Linked DNA regions of Canis lupus: region 2 is linked to region 1. The links are chromatin contacts, called in public Hi-C maps. All regions are on one chromosome and are shown on one strand. Each heading gives the region's core, a stretch centred on a gene start, on an enhancer-like site or on the middle of the called end of the contact. The rest is flanking DNA. Distances are from core to core; before and after follow the strand shown. Region 1 holds the start of TCF4 (transcription factor 4). Region 2 overlaps TCF4 (transcription factor 4).

The links. Hi-C and Micro-C count contacts between places; a contact is called where the count stands out from the background.
Region 2: a contact with region 1 is called in a Hi-C map of tumor fibroblasts, with 11 times the contacts expected there. The contact joins the enhancer-like site here to the promoter of TCF4 in region 1. A contact is called at or near these places in 2 of 9 Hi-C or Micro-C datasets (skin fibroblasts and tumor fibroblasts).

The regions. Positions count from the first base shown.
Region 1 is chr1:20,161,605-20,169,060 of UU_Cfam_GSD_1.0, reverse strand. TCF4 (transcription factor 4) reads right to left here and starts at 2,889. Exons shown (of 19, transcript NM_001003268.1): 1 at 2,364-2,889.
Region 2 is chr1:20,344,039-20,351,494 of UU_Cfam_GSD_1.0, reverse strand. TCF4 (transcription factor 4) reads right to left here. Exons shown (of 19, transcript NM_001003268.1): 5 at 4,597-4,661. Among named protein-coding and RNA genes, the nearest start is that of TCF4, 180 kb to the right of the region's middle. Within about 2 kb of position 2,729, at least 3 of the 20 cell types and tissues checked have an H3K27ac peak or open chromatin away from gene starts, as enhancers often do.

The DNA of each region.
Region 1 (7,456 bases), core at 1,640-4,139:
ATCACACAAACCTAGAAACATGGAAATAACCGCAATCAGAAAATCCAGTCCCAATCCTTGGAGAAAACACAATCGGATTTTTGGAGACTGGGGGGGTGGGGGGTGGGGATGTGGGGGCGGGCGGGATTAAGGTGGTGAGGAGGGAGGGATGGGAGAGTTTGGTTCTTTTTTTTTTTTTTTTGGGGGGGGGTTTTTTTTTTAAGATGGAATAGGCAGCAATAGCAAAAAAAAAAAAAAAAAAAAAAGCGATCTTGATATTGTATTTCCAAAGAGACGATCAAAACTGGTAACATCTATCTACTCTAAAACCAAATCCGGGAAGGAAAAAAAAAAGAAAAAAAAAAAAAAAGAAGAAAGCCGCTCTTCAGCGCATCATTTTATGCAACAGGAGGTAGAGCGAGAAATGAATGGATCACAGAGAAAAGAGAAACTACTCGGAACGATCCGGTCTCAACTTTCCCCCCCGCCCCCCGCCCCCCGCACACACTCGCACACTCGCACCCACGCGCGCACACTCACACGCACCACTCCCCCCCTGCATCTCAAAGTAGCTACAAAGAAATTAAAGAGGAGCGTCTCCGGAGCGAACACACGTCCAAAGGGGGAGGGGGGGGACAGGGTCGGCGAGGGAGGGAGGGAAGGAGGGAGGGGGGGTGGGGAGCAGAGTGGAGGGTCGGATCCTGGGAATTGTCCAGCACCCTAATTCGTGAAAGAAAAGGGTTGTAAAAATTAAAGTCAGGCCCTCGGCAAAGTCCGCGGTCCCTCCGAGCGGCCCGGCGGGGGTGGGGGGGTGCAGAGAGGAGGGGTGCAGGGGGTGCAGCGAGGAGGGGTGCAAAGAGGAGGGGTGCAAGGGGGTGCAAGGAGGAGGGGTGCAAAGGGGAGGGGTGCAAGGGGTGCAAAGGGGAGGGGTGCAAGGGGGTGCAGAGGGGAGGGGTGCAGGGGGGGTGCAGAGGGGAGGGGGAAGGGGTGTCTGAGCTGGGAGCCGCGCGCGGAGCCGCCGAGCCCCAGCCCCGCGCCGCCCGGCGCCCCCGCCCGCCGGTCCCCGGCGCCGCTACCTACCGGCCGCGCGCGCGAAGGGGCTCCCGGTGCTCCGCCGGCGCCCGGGCGGCGTTCATGTCTGGCCCCCGCCGGCACCGCCACCTCCCGCGCCCGCGCCCGCGCCCGCTCCTTCCCCGCCGCCGCCGCCGCCGCCGCCGCCGCCGCCGCCACGGATCCGCAGACGCGCAGCCAAGATCCCTGACTCTTAACACCAACTCTCTTCTCCGGGGAGGGGAGGGGACGGGGGAGGGGGGAGGGGGAGACACGCCGAGGCGCCCGGAATTGCAAGTTCAGCAAAGAAATGGGGGGGGGGGCTCCGGCGGGGAGACGCGGCTCGGGCGGGCCGGGCGGGCTGGGATGCACACCCCCCCCCCCGCGGAAAAAAAGCAAATCCACACCTCCCCCCCCCACCTCGCAAAAAAAAAAAAAAAATACAAACGAAAATTCATCGAGCACCTCATTTTCCCTCAGATCGTCAGTTACAATCTGAAGCCTGAACAGTTCAGTTTTTGCCCGTTTTCATCCATCGGAGGCACTTTGAAATTTATTCGAGTTTACATCCCCTCACTTCTTCCTTCCTCCGACTCCCGTTCCCTCTCACTCACACATCCACACACAGCAAAGCAAGTTTATACTAGGCTGCAAATACACGTGATGCAAAAAGACTTTGCCAAGAGGAACAATATTTTTCTTTTCCATATATAAACCAAGCCACATTTCGCTGGGGAGATTTTCCTTTCGGTAGTTTTGCATTTTGGGGAGGGAGGGGGGCCGAAACCTAAATTGCATACTTTCTTGCCCCTCCCTTTTAAGTCACAGATTAGTAGAGCTGCAAACTTCGCCAAAAAGAAAAAAGAAAAAAGAAAAAAAGAAAAAAAAAAAAAAGGCAATTTTTGAGGGTGGATGTTGTTTTGTTTTTACACTTGAGTTCCTAGCCACGCTAAGTCCCCGCTCGCCAGCACTATAAGTTTTGAATTCAACATTTACCATTACAGGCCTTGCATGCTCTTAAAACATACTTTTTCACATCACTTTTTAGGATTAAAATTAAGCTTCGTAATTCTATCGCTTCGTAATAACAAGCGTGCTTTACCCAGGATATGCAACATTTCGCTATTTTAACGTGTGTTAAAATACACATTCCAGAAACCCTGTTACTGCTAGATGTGCAAGTACATACACAAAATGCATGCACACACTTTTTTCCCATTGGCAAATTATTTAATAGGTTGTTCCTTTTGTTTTAATAAAACATCGGGATCGACATTTTTAAAAATCAAATTCAATTACAAACAGTTTACTCTGACAGCAAATTGTAACGTTACCTTAAATGGCCACAAATATGCTCACAATATTCCAAGGAAAGTGACTTTAAAAAGAAAGACAAAAAATCTTCTGCAAGTACTTAGTATCTCACATGTGTATCCCCCAAAAAAGTATTTTAACTGGTACTCAGTTCTGCTCCAGGGATATCCACAGAATACAAGATTATGCACCTGGCTCTGGTTTTTGCATTTTCCACCATCAAACTGCAACAAAATCCCCTCCCCCAAAAAAGAAACCATTAAAAAAAAAAAAAATTCCAACAACTTTTTCTTATTGTTTCTAAAAAAAAAAAAATATATCAATACAGGATAGTTAGAATCTTTCCTCAAACAAATCTTGTTGGTGGCTTTTTTTTTTCTTCTCCTCTTATAAAGTCTTAAACTTGTTCCAAGTTTAGAGGTGTCTCATCATCATCATCCTCCTCCTCCTCCTCATCATCACCATTGACTCCCCCGTGGAGTCACATTGATAATAATAGGTTTCCCTGAAAGATACATTGTAATCCATTCACATCCGGGCACTGCGGGCTTATAAAGAGAAGGCGCTGCGGCCGCGGCTGCTCCTCCAGACAATGACTGGGGAGGGGCGGGGCGGGAGCGGGCGGCCATAGAGTCGTAAACACGGCGCCTAGAGCGGCGCCCAAGATGGCCGCGCGCAGGGCCCCGCCTCCTCCGGGAGCGGCGGGCGGCGGGGAGAGGAGCGCGGCCGCGCGCGGGGCGGGCGCCGGGGCTCGGGGGCTCGGGGGCTCGGGGGCGGCCGCGGGCCCGGGCTCCTGCGCGCCTCTCCCGGCTCCCTTTCCTTGGTCTTCGCCCCCCCCCCTTAATTTTCCCCTCCGAAGGGTAGTTTCTGAATAAATTAAGGCATTGCACGCCGCGGAGCCCGGGGGGTGGGGGCAGCCGCAGGGAGCCGGGCTGCGCGCGTGGGAGGCGGCGGCCGGGGGGCCCCCGGGACCCTGCGGGCCAGAGCTCCGGGCCGCGCCGCCTGCCCCCGAGGCCGTCCTGCACCGGGAGCCCGCTCGGCTCGGCCTGGCCTGCGGCTGCGGCTGCGGCTGCGGAGCATCGTCACCTGGTCCTCGAGCCCTGCAGGCCCCCTGCTCTGCGACACCTTCGTGACCTGGGAGGAGGGAGCGGGGCCATCGTGACCTGGGGAGGGAGGGAGCGGGGCCGCCACGGAGACCTGCGTGACCTGGGAGGAGGGAGCGGGGCCCCCACGGAAGACCTTGGTGACCTAGGGATGGATGGGGCCCCCACGGAGGACCTTCGTGACCTGGGAGGAGGGAGCGGGGGCCATCGTGATCTGGGGGAGGGAGCGGGGCCTCCACGGAGACCTTCATACCTGGGAGGAGGGAACGGGGCCACCACGGAAGACTTCGGTGACCCAAAGGGAGGGAGCCGGGCCACCACAGAAGACCTTCCTGACCTGGGGGGATGGAACAGGCCCCCACGGAAGACCTTCATGACCTGGGAGGAGGGAACAGGGCCACCACGGAGGACCTTCGTGACTTGGGAGGAGGGAACGGGGCCTCCACAGAGACCTTCCTGACCTGAGGGATGGAGCGGGCCACCACGGAAGACTTTGGCCACCCAAAGGGAAGGAGCGAGGCCACCACAGAAGACCTTCCTGACCTGGGAGGAGGGAGCCGGGCCACCATGGAAGACCTTGGTGACCTGGAGATGAACGGGGCCACCACACAGAAGACCTCTGCCCTGGTCTTCTCCAGTCACTCGCTGCCCTGGCCACATCGGTCCGAAGGGCTCAGGTGGAGGAGAGCTCCCAAGGGACAAAAGCGAGTGATGAGGATGAGGATGGGTTGTCCTCACACCCCGGGTTTGCCATGAGCCAAGCAGTGTCCTGCGAAGCTCGGGCATATTGGCGGCTCTGACCCTAGGAACGACCTCCAGGGTACTCTGGGTATTTTGATAGAACATATTTTATATTCAGAGACTCAGAAGCACAAAGTGTTGAGTAGCTTGAGCCAGGGCACTTCGGTAAGTGACACAAAGTCGCCTGAAATCACACAACTTTATTAAGCCATAGAAGCCACCTTTGAAGCCAGGCAGGGCCGGACCAGAGTGGACGTCCCCCCCATTCCTGTACCCCTGGCAGCCGAGCGCCTCACCTCCATTCTCTGTTGCAGTTCTGTGGCATAACAGTTTGGAGCAATTTTCAAGATCTTTAATTCCTGTATAAGTGTTTAGAAAACAGGAATGAGGGCATTTATGGGTTGTTTCCTGTATATTCCCACATTGGGAAGGTGCCTGGCTTCTATCCCCAGGCCATGTGCTCATCTTAAAACAAATTTTACCTGTAGACGCTACTTCACGCGGCATTATCACACGCGTTATTTGTGATGCTCAGAGGAGGCCTCTACAGGGCTGTGCTGAGATGATGTCATGAAAAGTTCACAAACATTTGTTTAGGAGAAATAATCCACTGGTGCTACCTCTAATCAGCTCTGTGACCTAAGGCTTGAGGTCAACGTCTTCCTATAAAATATGGAGGCTAGGTTAGGTAATCCCTTAAAATTCTTTCTCATTTGTGGTCAGATTGTAAGAGTCTCCCTCTTGATTTCCAAGCGGAATAAATGGTCTGGAAACAAATTATCGAATCAGGTCTGAGACTTAAATGCACACAACTGATTTGCTAGCATTTTTTTTTTTTTTAGATTGATTGATCTTGATTGATTGATTTTAGAGAGAGCCCGGGGAGAAGCAGAGGAGGAACAGAGGGAGAGAGAGAATCTCCAACAGACTCCCTGCTGAATGCAGAGCCTGACTTGGGACTCGATCTCACAACCCTGAGATCATGACCTGAACCAAAATCAAGACTTGGACACTTAATGGACTGAGCCACCCAGGTTAACAGCACCTGATAGTCAGAAAGCCATGCAACCACCCTTCCTATCCTAAATTCAGGGACAAATGTGAATTGCTTTTGTTTTTGTTTTGTTCTGTTTTCCCTGAACTACCAGAAGAATAGGCCTATCTACCAAGTTATAAAGATCAGGAGACACATGAGAAAGGAAGACTCAATAGGAATTTTGTGAAACTTGGATAAAAAGGTAAATGTAGCAGATGTGTTTTGAGGTGTCTGCTCCATCGACAGACTCCCTTCCTTAAAAACCTGTCCACAAATCCCGATAAAGAGGTAGAACTTGATGTGTGTATCACATGACTCCTTCCTGTCCGAGTCTCTGCAGCCCCAGCTGATTGGGTCACAGGAACTAAGAGAGGAAGAGATCGACAGGAGTCTATGGTGGGTGATAGATCTGACCAGTTGGCGTCAGCTGGCCAGGGCTGGTGCCAGGAAGCCACGCCATGTGAGCCATGGTTATGGGGAAACAAGAACCATGAGTAAGCAGAGGAAACTGCTCTTCAGATATGAAAGATCTTGGAAGTTCTGAGAAAAGCAGGCAATTTGAGTCCTAGGAAGAAATAAGGAGAGATGCTTTGCCAATTCTTATGAGGGCCCCCTTGCCTCCTGTCCATGAGAGAGCTGACTCCTGTAGTATTCCCCTTCCCGAGCTAACGTGAGTACTTTTCTGATCCTCACTACTAAAGAATTTAGAAAAAAAAAAAAAAAGATTCTTTAGATTTCAGCGTTTTGAAACAGTCCTTAACATTAAAAAAAATTTAGTGACCACTCTACTAGGGTATAAACACTGTTCCACTCCCACATGGTAGCAATTCTGTCCAATTAATTGTGCCACGTACAGTCAGGACAGTACAACCAAATGTCATTCCCCTTTACCGTGTTGTAACCTTGAGCAAATTTCACATCTTTTCAGAAGTTAAAAAAAAAAATTTAATTTGTCTTCAATACTTTACATGACTGGTTAAAATCAAATGAGATGGTAGAGATGAAAGTACTCTGAAAATGACAAATTCTTCTGAAATGTAAGGCATCATTATTGCGTAAACCAAATTGATGCCTAAAGATAACATTTAATTCATAGGAGTATGGAGGAGTGGCAAATATTGAAACCTAATGAGTCGCAGAAAAGAGCAGACATTGAAGGGGGCTTGGACCAAACCCTTGAGTTTAGTTCAAGATTTCAAGGTCACATCACTAATGAGTTACAGAGGCAGAAGCAGCCCTCCAGTAACTGAATGCCAGTCTAGAATGCCATACGATTCCTCTTCAAATTCCATCCAGTTGGATCTCCCCCAATCTTGCCCTTGTTAAAGCAGACAAAACCACACACAAACACACAAAATGACAGTTCCTTGAGGGTCTAATGAAATTCATCCAAAAACTCACCAAATAATTTTTGAGTGTCTACCTTGTGTCGGCATTTCTTCTTTTAGGCCGTGAGGCAAAAAAAAAAAAAAAAAAAAGTAGGCAAAAATAATCAGAATAATATAAAAGTCACGGACCGGCTTGATTAAAAGGAAGAGTCACCGTGAGCAAGATTCAGCCTGTGGAAGATATGTGGAAAAGGAGGGCCATCCCAATATAATTTTAGGTTGATCTATAAAAGGGCACGACCATCAAGGACCTCAAACTGGAGCCCCATATAGACTGCAAGGCTGAGTCAGAAAAGCAGCAGGCAGGACAGAAGAGGAGGGATTAGTCAGTGCGTATGGAAGAAGTCCAGAGCTTCATGAGACACAGGCCCACATTCCCAGGGCCTCTTGCATTTGCTGGTCCCACGATTCTTTCTCCTGGTTGCTCACACAACTAGTTTCTTACCATCCTCCTGGCCTCAGCTTAAACATCACGTCTTCCTAGAGACCTTCCTAACCATTCAGTCTAAAGTAAGCACCCCTCTTCGTATTCTCGTCACTTTTACATCTTTAGTGGCACCCTTCTCAATTTTTGTTAATATATTTTTGATAATATAACTTTTGTTAATATATTTACTATTATATTGCCTGTCTTCGCCACCGGACGGCACACTCCATAATGCAGGTACCGCATGAATCGTGTTCACTCTATTTGCCCACACCTGGTGCCAAGCCTGGCACGTATGAAGTATTTGATAACTATTTATTAAATAAGTGGATCAAGAATCTGTCTTTATTCTTAAGATGCACATTTTAATACTGAAGAGTGCCACTTTCATGCTTTTTCAAATCAGCCTCTCCTTAAG
Region 2 (7,456 bases), core at 1,480-3,979, 180 kb before region 1:
GATCCGCTGGCCCCCCACGAACGAACGTTTCAGTGTAACGTCCAATGAGAAAGACAGGATGCATTTCTGCCTCCACAAGACCTAAGAAGCCATTTTCCTAAGAAGGGATAAAGGATTTCGTGCCTTCTTTGCTTACATCCTATTTTAACTTCAGGTAAGGAAAAATTAGAGGAGCCACGAGTTTTAGAATTAGGTCATTTGTAACTCTTCTTGTATCAAAACTAAAAATAATTAAAAGAAAAAAATTCTTGAATGCGTAATTCATTTCAGAACCGACTATCATGCTTACTTTCAATGAACCCCAAACCAAGAGGTCTGTGGGCAAATCAAATTTCATACAGAGAAGACCCATTTTCTACACAGTGTCAAAGTTTCTGGAATTTAACAGAAGTATCTGAGATTAAGGCTAATTCTTAAATTCCATCGTTTTAAGATCTCAACATCAAATAACTTTATCAGCATAGTCCTATTTGATTACTTGCTGAGAAAGAGAAAGAATGTGGATGAGGTTAAAGCCTTGGACTTCACTAGAGCAAACAAGATAGGGGCTGGGACGTTCAGTTGCAGAATTCTGTATAAAGACTTCAAAGCATCCTCCTGATTTTCAGTAAATCACTAATTTTTACTGCCTTTTCAATGAAGTGCATACACAGAGTATCTCCACGTCTTGAGTAATCAAATTAAGGCAAGAAGTCTAAAAGCTTTTTCAAGGTCAGTGACAATACCAGCTTTTGAACATGTCTTTAGAACATATTCCTATAGAACATTCTAGGAAATTATCAAACCTACCTGCACAATACAATCGCCTGGGGAACTGTCAGAAAAGCAAAGGTCCAATTCATAAGATTCTAATTTCATTGGTCTCAGATAGGGCCCAGTTTTCCACATAGTACATGTGAGCACGCACGCGCGTGCACACACACACACACACACACACCCCAAACACACATCTTGTCCAGGAGATACTAATAATGAAACCATTGCTTTAGACTTGGGGTATATCCCAAAAAAGAAAAGACAAACAATTCCTGATAATCCATCCTGAACTTCCATTTAAGGGGAAAACTTCTGCCTTAATAACAATCACTTGTGTTGACATCATCATCTCATTCAAAAACAGAAGATCTCGGCAAGATAAAAAAGTTTGCAATCGCCAAACATCCTATTCCAAGCAGCAAAAGAGGTCAAAAGCAAATGACATTTTTTTTTCCTTTTGTCATCTGCAGCGATGCCAATGAGGTATTAGCTATTGGTTATCGTATTAAGGTTGGACTATCTTGTGAAAAACTTTATTTCCGCTAATTTTCATTTCTGTCAGACTTTCCATTATAAATTTTATTTTCTCTGCCAGTAAAAGTAGTATGAGGTTGCAATTTGGCAAGAACATTTTAAGCCTGGGTGTGATTTCCGTACCCCAATTTGATTTAAATTAGTTTTGCCATATTTAGTGAGCACTAAAAAAAGTCCATTTGGCCGCTTTGCTTTGTCTATTGGTTCATTTTCTATACAATTTCAAAAGTCTGAAAAAGTTACCATGTTTATCTCTGATAATTTTACGTGGAAATGCACTAATGAATTCATATTGCCCCATGACTATTTATGATGAAAACAACTTAATAAAGAACCCGCCAGCTTTTGTTTTTTGGCTGAAATACCTGCTTTTTAAAAAGCCACGTGTCTATCCCTATTAGTGTTAAATCCTCAAGAGAAACGTAATGCGCATATATATATGTTATATTATATACATGCGACATATGTGTATATATAATAGATATATTTTAACCTGATGCATTTTTGAAAAAAAAAAAACATGCGTTTCAAAATAATAATTTATTTCTCCGGAACGGCTTTTTGCTACCTGTTGCTTACCACCACTATTTCTCTATACCAAACAAAAGGCTATTGGGACTGGAACAAGCATCTTCCCGTGTAACAGTGCTCATCCCCCTAAGTCCACAGGATACGTTGTTATAATACGATAAAGCTGCTCTGGGAGCTCCTCAGGGCATATCATCTAAAGGATTTCCACCCAGCATCTCTAAAATGTAGTAAACAGGAGAAACAAAAGCTTCCTCTCCAGGAGAGCCACTCACCTTGCCACACAGTGGGGAATCATTTCAGCTGTGATCTGCTACTTAGACTTGAAGCCCAAGATACCGAGACTTTGCCTTTCCCTTTGGTCTGCATAGCTGGTGTTGGAGACAGGGATTCAAAAAAGCAATTCGGCACCAGAGAAACATTCACTGGAAGACACACTATGGTCTGCTCTATTCTCAAATTTCACGGAAAGCAGAAACTCATAATATGTGCACTTTTCCTCTCCAGCCCCTATTTTCTCAATCGGGGAATTTCCAAAATTTGGCTCTTTTATTTATCCTTAAGTGATCACACTGTTTATGGATACTGCTGAGACCACGCTAAGCACAGAGAAAGTCGGTTCTTGCAAGACTCACGACCGTGAAGCAGACACAAGAAAGAGAGAAATCTCCACACTCCACAGCTACACTATGAAGACTTTTTAAGAAAAGCATATGCAGGCACACTCCTATATACAATGAGAATTTTCCTGGACACGAATGTCTCAAAATGCGCCTCCCGAGGCCCAGAAACGCAGCCATCACACACCGGTCCATCCACCTCTACTCCACCCTCTGCCCCTTCCACTTCTCACCTGGTGTTTGCCAAAAAAATAACTTCGGTCTCACCCGAGGGAAGTATTTCCCACAAACCGAGGGAGGGTCTGTGTCCCTGCACTTACACAGACAGACTCACGCGGTCTGGATGATGCTTTAACAAGTTAAGGGGCCTCGCGCTTACTCAGCAGAGGAAATCTTTGTGTCTGTGAGGAATCACGCCAATTCCTATTAGTAAGAAAGGATACAGGGGCGAGGAAGCCTATTCTCTCATTGACCAGAAAAAGAGGCCCAGCGAAAACAGAGACCTCTGCCATGACCATCTGCAAAAAGGAAGGATGTTGTCAACTTTCTTCTCCCCAAAACTCTAGTGACCTCTGCCTTGACCCTCCGCAACCAGATACACAGGAACCGGCTCTTCTGCAGGAATTGAGAGCTTTACACCAGAGACTCAGCACTGAGAGGCTTGTCGCCGGAGCTATCTGCCCCGAACATTTGCACTCACATTCCAAAGATGTTTCCGTTGTGCTGGAATGGCTGTAAATTTCTTTCCTGCAGAATTCTTTCCAAACAAACTGCCATGAACTGTACTCTGCAGCTTGTGTAGCAGGAGTTCTTAACCAAGCACCAGTTCACCTCGTTGCGACCAAGCTTTCAGATGCCGAACAGGACTGAATCGGTGGCTGGGCCAGAGGAGGCAATTTTAAAAATGCAAATATATCCAGGGGGGATAAAAAAAAAAAATAAACCTCCACCAGAATTCCACCTCTAGTGACATATGACTGATGCATAAAGGTAACATCCTTCACAGGCTCTGTTTAATTGCAAAAACTGTCTGCTTGCATTTTCCAGGATGTATTAAACAGGTTGTTTCAGAAATTCAAAACCGATTTGTTCCCATATCCTTAAAGAAAATGGGAGGGTGAGCGGGTTGGAGAGCAAGCATTCCCTTTCGAGCATAAGAAGAATGTACATTCTGTTTGGGTGAGGAATGAGACAGTAGAAAGCTCTGAATATGAGAGAGGATTATTAAATTCTACCAAGAGTTTGCCCAAGTAAGAAACCAATGCACTTACAAAAAAGAAAGCCTAAATCCTAAGCAAAATCAAAGATTTTAAACATGTGATTAATACCGATATTGAAGTAAAAAAATAATAATAATAAAGAAAAAGAAAGAAAGAAAGAAAGCATCTACAAAAACTCAATTGTCCTAAAGCAAAGCTTACACTTTTGGCCATGGATAGTATTTTTAGAAGTGGGCTTTCTCTGGAGAGTGCAAAGTATGCAAATGCAGAGTGCACAGAGACACAAACACACACATGCTATACCTTTGTATTACACTGGCATTTTATTATTTAATTAAAGTACTCTTATTTTTCTAGCTCACGCATGCTTCCCCTGAGACGGCTTTGCTGTTAGCCTGCTGGCCTTGACTTCCAGCCAAAAACAATTCAGAAACAAAAAGGGACAACAAATCATATTTTCACAGACATTTTTATCTCTCAATACAACCCTGTTTTCACACAACATCATACAGCCCCTATGAAAACTATAATTTAGGGCAACAACCCACCCGAAACCCAGGGTCTGACGCATGGCTACACGAAGTATTTCTAGTGTAAGAAATTCGTAAGTTCTTAATTGCAAATAAACTCTTTTGATAGAACCACTTTAACGGACATTGCTGGTTTGCAAACAGTGCCACTGGTATCGGCTGATGGATTAAAAAAAAAAAAAAAAAAAAGGCCAGTGAATGCAGTTCTGATACGGCAGGGATCTAGAGACGAGGTGTTTATTACTTCCCAGCTCTGTGTTATTTCATTACTTTATAAAAGAGAGAGGCATCGGCAGATATTCAGTGCATCTCAGTGCCACAGTCTAAAATGCATCACCTAATTTACAAAACACACCGATTTACCGGGTTAATTCTCTCAGCCCTTCCCCAAGCAAGATTCTCACTTACCTGGTGGCAACCCTGTAAGTTTGATTCTCTCCCATAAGATGAGTATGAGCCCCTTTCTGTTTTACCTGCCAAGAGAAACAACAAAAAAGTGTAAATTATGTTTTTCCTTAAAAAAAAAAAAAAAAATCTCCAGGTAACAGGCATCCACTTCTCTTCCCCGATGTTTACATACGTAAAGTAGGCACTGCTGGCAATGTATGCAAGCAAGAGAAGGAATAACACTTCCTCACTCTGGCTATGATAAACTGGAAAAAAAATATCCTTCATGCCTATTCTTAGCCAAACTGCTCCACACTTCCAAAAACTGTCATTCCAATGGCCTCCACTTTCTCTAACAAACAAATTGTCAGCCCTTATTTTCACTTTCTTTCTCTCACAAAATTTAAACAATTTCATTTTTATTTACACAGCAGGCAAATTATCTATGTAATGACCCTCGTCTAGTAATTCCCATTGATTATATTGACACTTAATGGTGAGGCCAAAGCTAATCAATCAAGGCTCTCCAGATGGTGAAAATAGCAAAGAAACTACTCAAAATTCTGAGACTCCCCTCTCTGTGTGTGTGTGTGTGTCTCTCTCTCTCTCTCTCTTTTTTAAACTCCCTTTCCCAGGGGGTACACCCCATCATGATCAAGATGATGATGGAATTTACACTGGGGAAGGGGGCTTTTGCAGAATGGTCCCCTCTGAACCCAAGTTCAGATCCTACCGATTGACCCAGTGGAACAAGGAATAATGGAACGTCCATGTCTTGTGCCAATTCTAACAACTCAGCTTTTATCTGTGGATGGCTCTACGGGGATGTATAGAGCCTCAGATGCTCTTTGGCCACATCTAAGGATACAATCAGGCTGCTTATTTGGGTTATTTCAGAAGTATGTTTAGCCTTAATAATTTGCAAGGGTAGACAATGAAGCCACATTACAAGAGATCTAAGCAATAGAATTTAGTGACATGTGAAGAGCTGTCATAGAAAACCGACCCATATTAGGACATCAAAAAGGACCAGTGCCATGACCAAGTGGCCAGAACACAAACTCCATCCCACCCCACCCAAGATGGAGGGATACTTCTCTCTTCAAGACTAGAGCTGAGAGGGCCACAGCACATCACACCCAGAACCCGACTATTCTTTTTTTCTGTTTTCCAATGGGAAGATTCAAAACTAGTATTTGGAGAGATCAGAATTGAAATCCTTCTAAAGTCTGCAACCCCCAAGTTTTCCTCCCTCCACTCCAGTTAAAATAAATGTTAAAAGTCACGGCAGTCATTTTTTATCTTTTGGTTCAATGACAATGCTATTAGAGTCCACCTTCCTGACACCACACAAAGAACGGATCTTCAATAAATCTGCTATCCTGTCAAAAGTGTACCTGATACCGAAGTTCACTGTATTCATAAAATGGAAGATGATTTTCAAAGAAAGCCAAACCTGAGTCTCAAAATTAACCCTCTCTCCCCCTCAGTACTAACTTTTCTATTGGCTTCAGAGAATCTCCGACTTAGGAAAACACTCCTCCCTGCTCCCCCATATCTGGCATAGTGATCGGGGCAAAGCAGAAAATCAATCCCCATATCAGTTTCAATTCCCATGAAACAGGATCCCATCTCATAGACTGTCAGCCTCCAGAGATCTAAGACAATAACTTTCATTGTATGAGGATTTTACATTAAAGCCAATATGCGTTTACCCGTTTCAGAAGCATAAGTGGTCATATACACGTATTTACTTTTCTGTGTAAGTCAAATGTAGGCCACTTATACCCTTGAACTTCCCTTTATAAATATTACTAACAGAAAAGAGCTCGACCTTTATGAGCTACCAAATGAGGTATGTCCTTCCTTAAGCTCTTATGTCTGAAAAGCTTCACTACAACCACCACACAGTTCACTCTGACATAATATTCACTTGTTTAACCACCAGAAAAAGCAGGTGAGGAGGTTAGGGAGGCGGGCGGACAAAGATAGAAAGATAGGTAAAGTAGAATTTGCTCTGACTTCCTAGGAAATTGAACATCTAGTGTCCTGTTTGGGTAATTTCTAAAAATTGGATTGCAAAATACAGTAAGAAGGTAGAGGGATTATCCATCTCTTTTCTCTAGAAGGAATTACTGAAGCTGTCCCCTATAGAATCTCACCACCTGGCATTATTTCCCAACCCGACTCCAACACATAGAACTGGAGGGATGAATTTTCCTACCAGGATTTGTCTCAATTCATATATATATATATAAGTTGAGGCTATTCCTTCCATTATTTTAAAGCTAGAAGGTCAGTGCAAATAGTAAGGAGAGAGAGAGAGAGAATGTGAATGAAAATAAATGGGAGAGAAAGGAGAGAAATCAAGAGAGGAGGAGTGAAATGAAAAGAGCAAGGGGCTAGGAAGGAAGGGAGAGAAGAGAATATGAATTCACGCTGCACAGAGTCCCCAAAGTACTCTTGGCTACATAGACCCGGCATTCTTTACTATCATATCAGATACAGACTGCTTAATCTTAATTTTGCTTGTTAAAAAATATTTATCCAGATACAAAAATAAACCCACTGCAAATTACAAGTTGTCAGGGTTAAAAATCTACTCCTGTTTGTGTGGGGGAGGATAAGAGACCAGCATAGACATGAATCATTCTCAGTAATTTGAGTGTTTCCATGACATCAATGGGCACCCGTCCAGGACTCTGTCGAAGTCTGCGAGGTACCAAAGAGGCAGCGCAGCCAGCAGGAGGCTGGGAGGTGCACTTTTTTTTAAATTTATTTATTTATTTATTTATTTATTTATTTATTTATTTATTTATTTATTTATTTATTTTAGGATTATGCTCCTTGTAAAGATTTCATCTGTAGCATCCACTTTTCC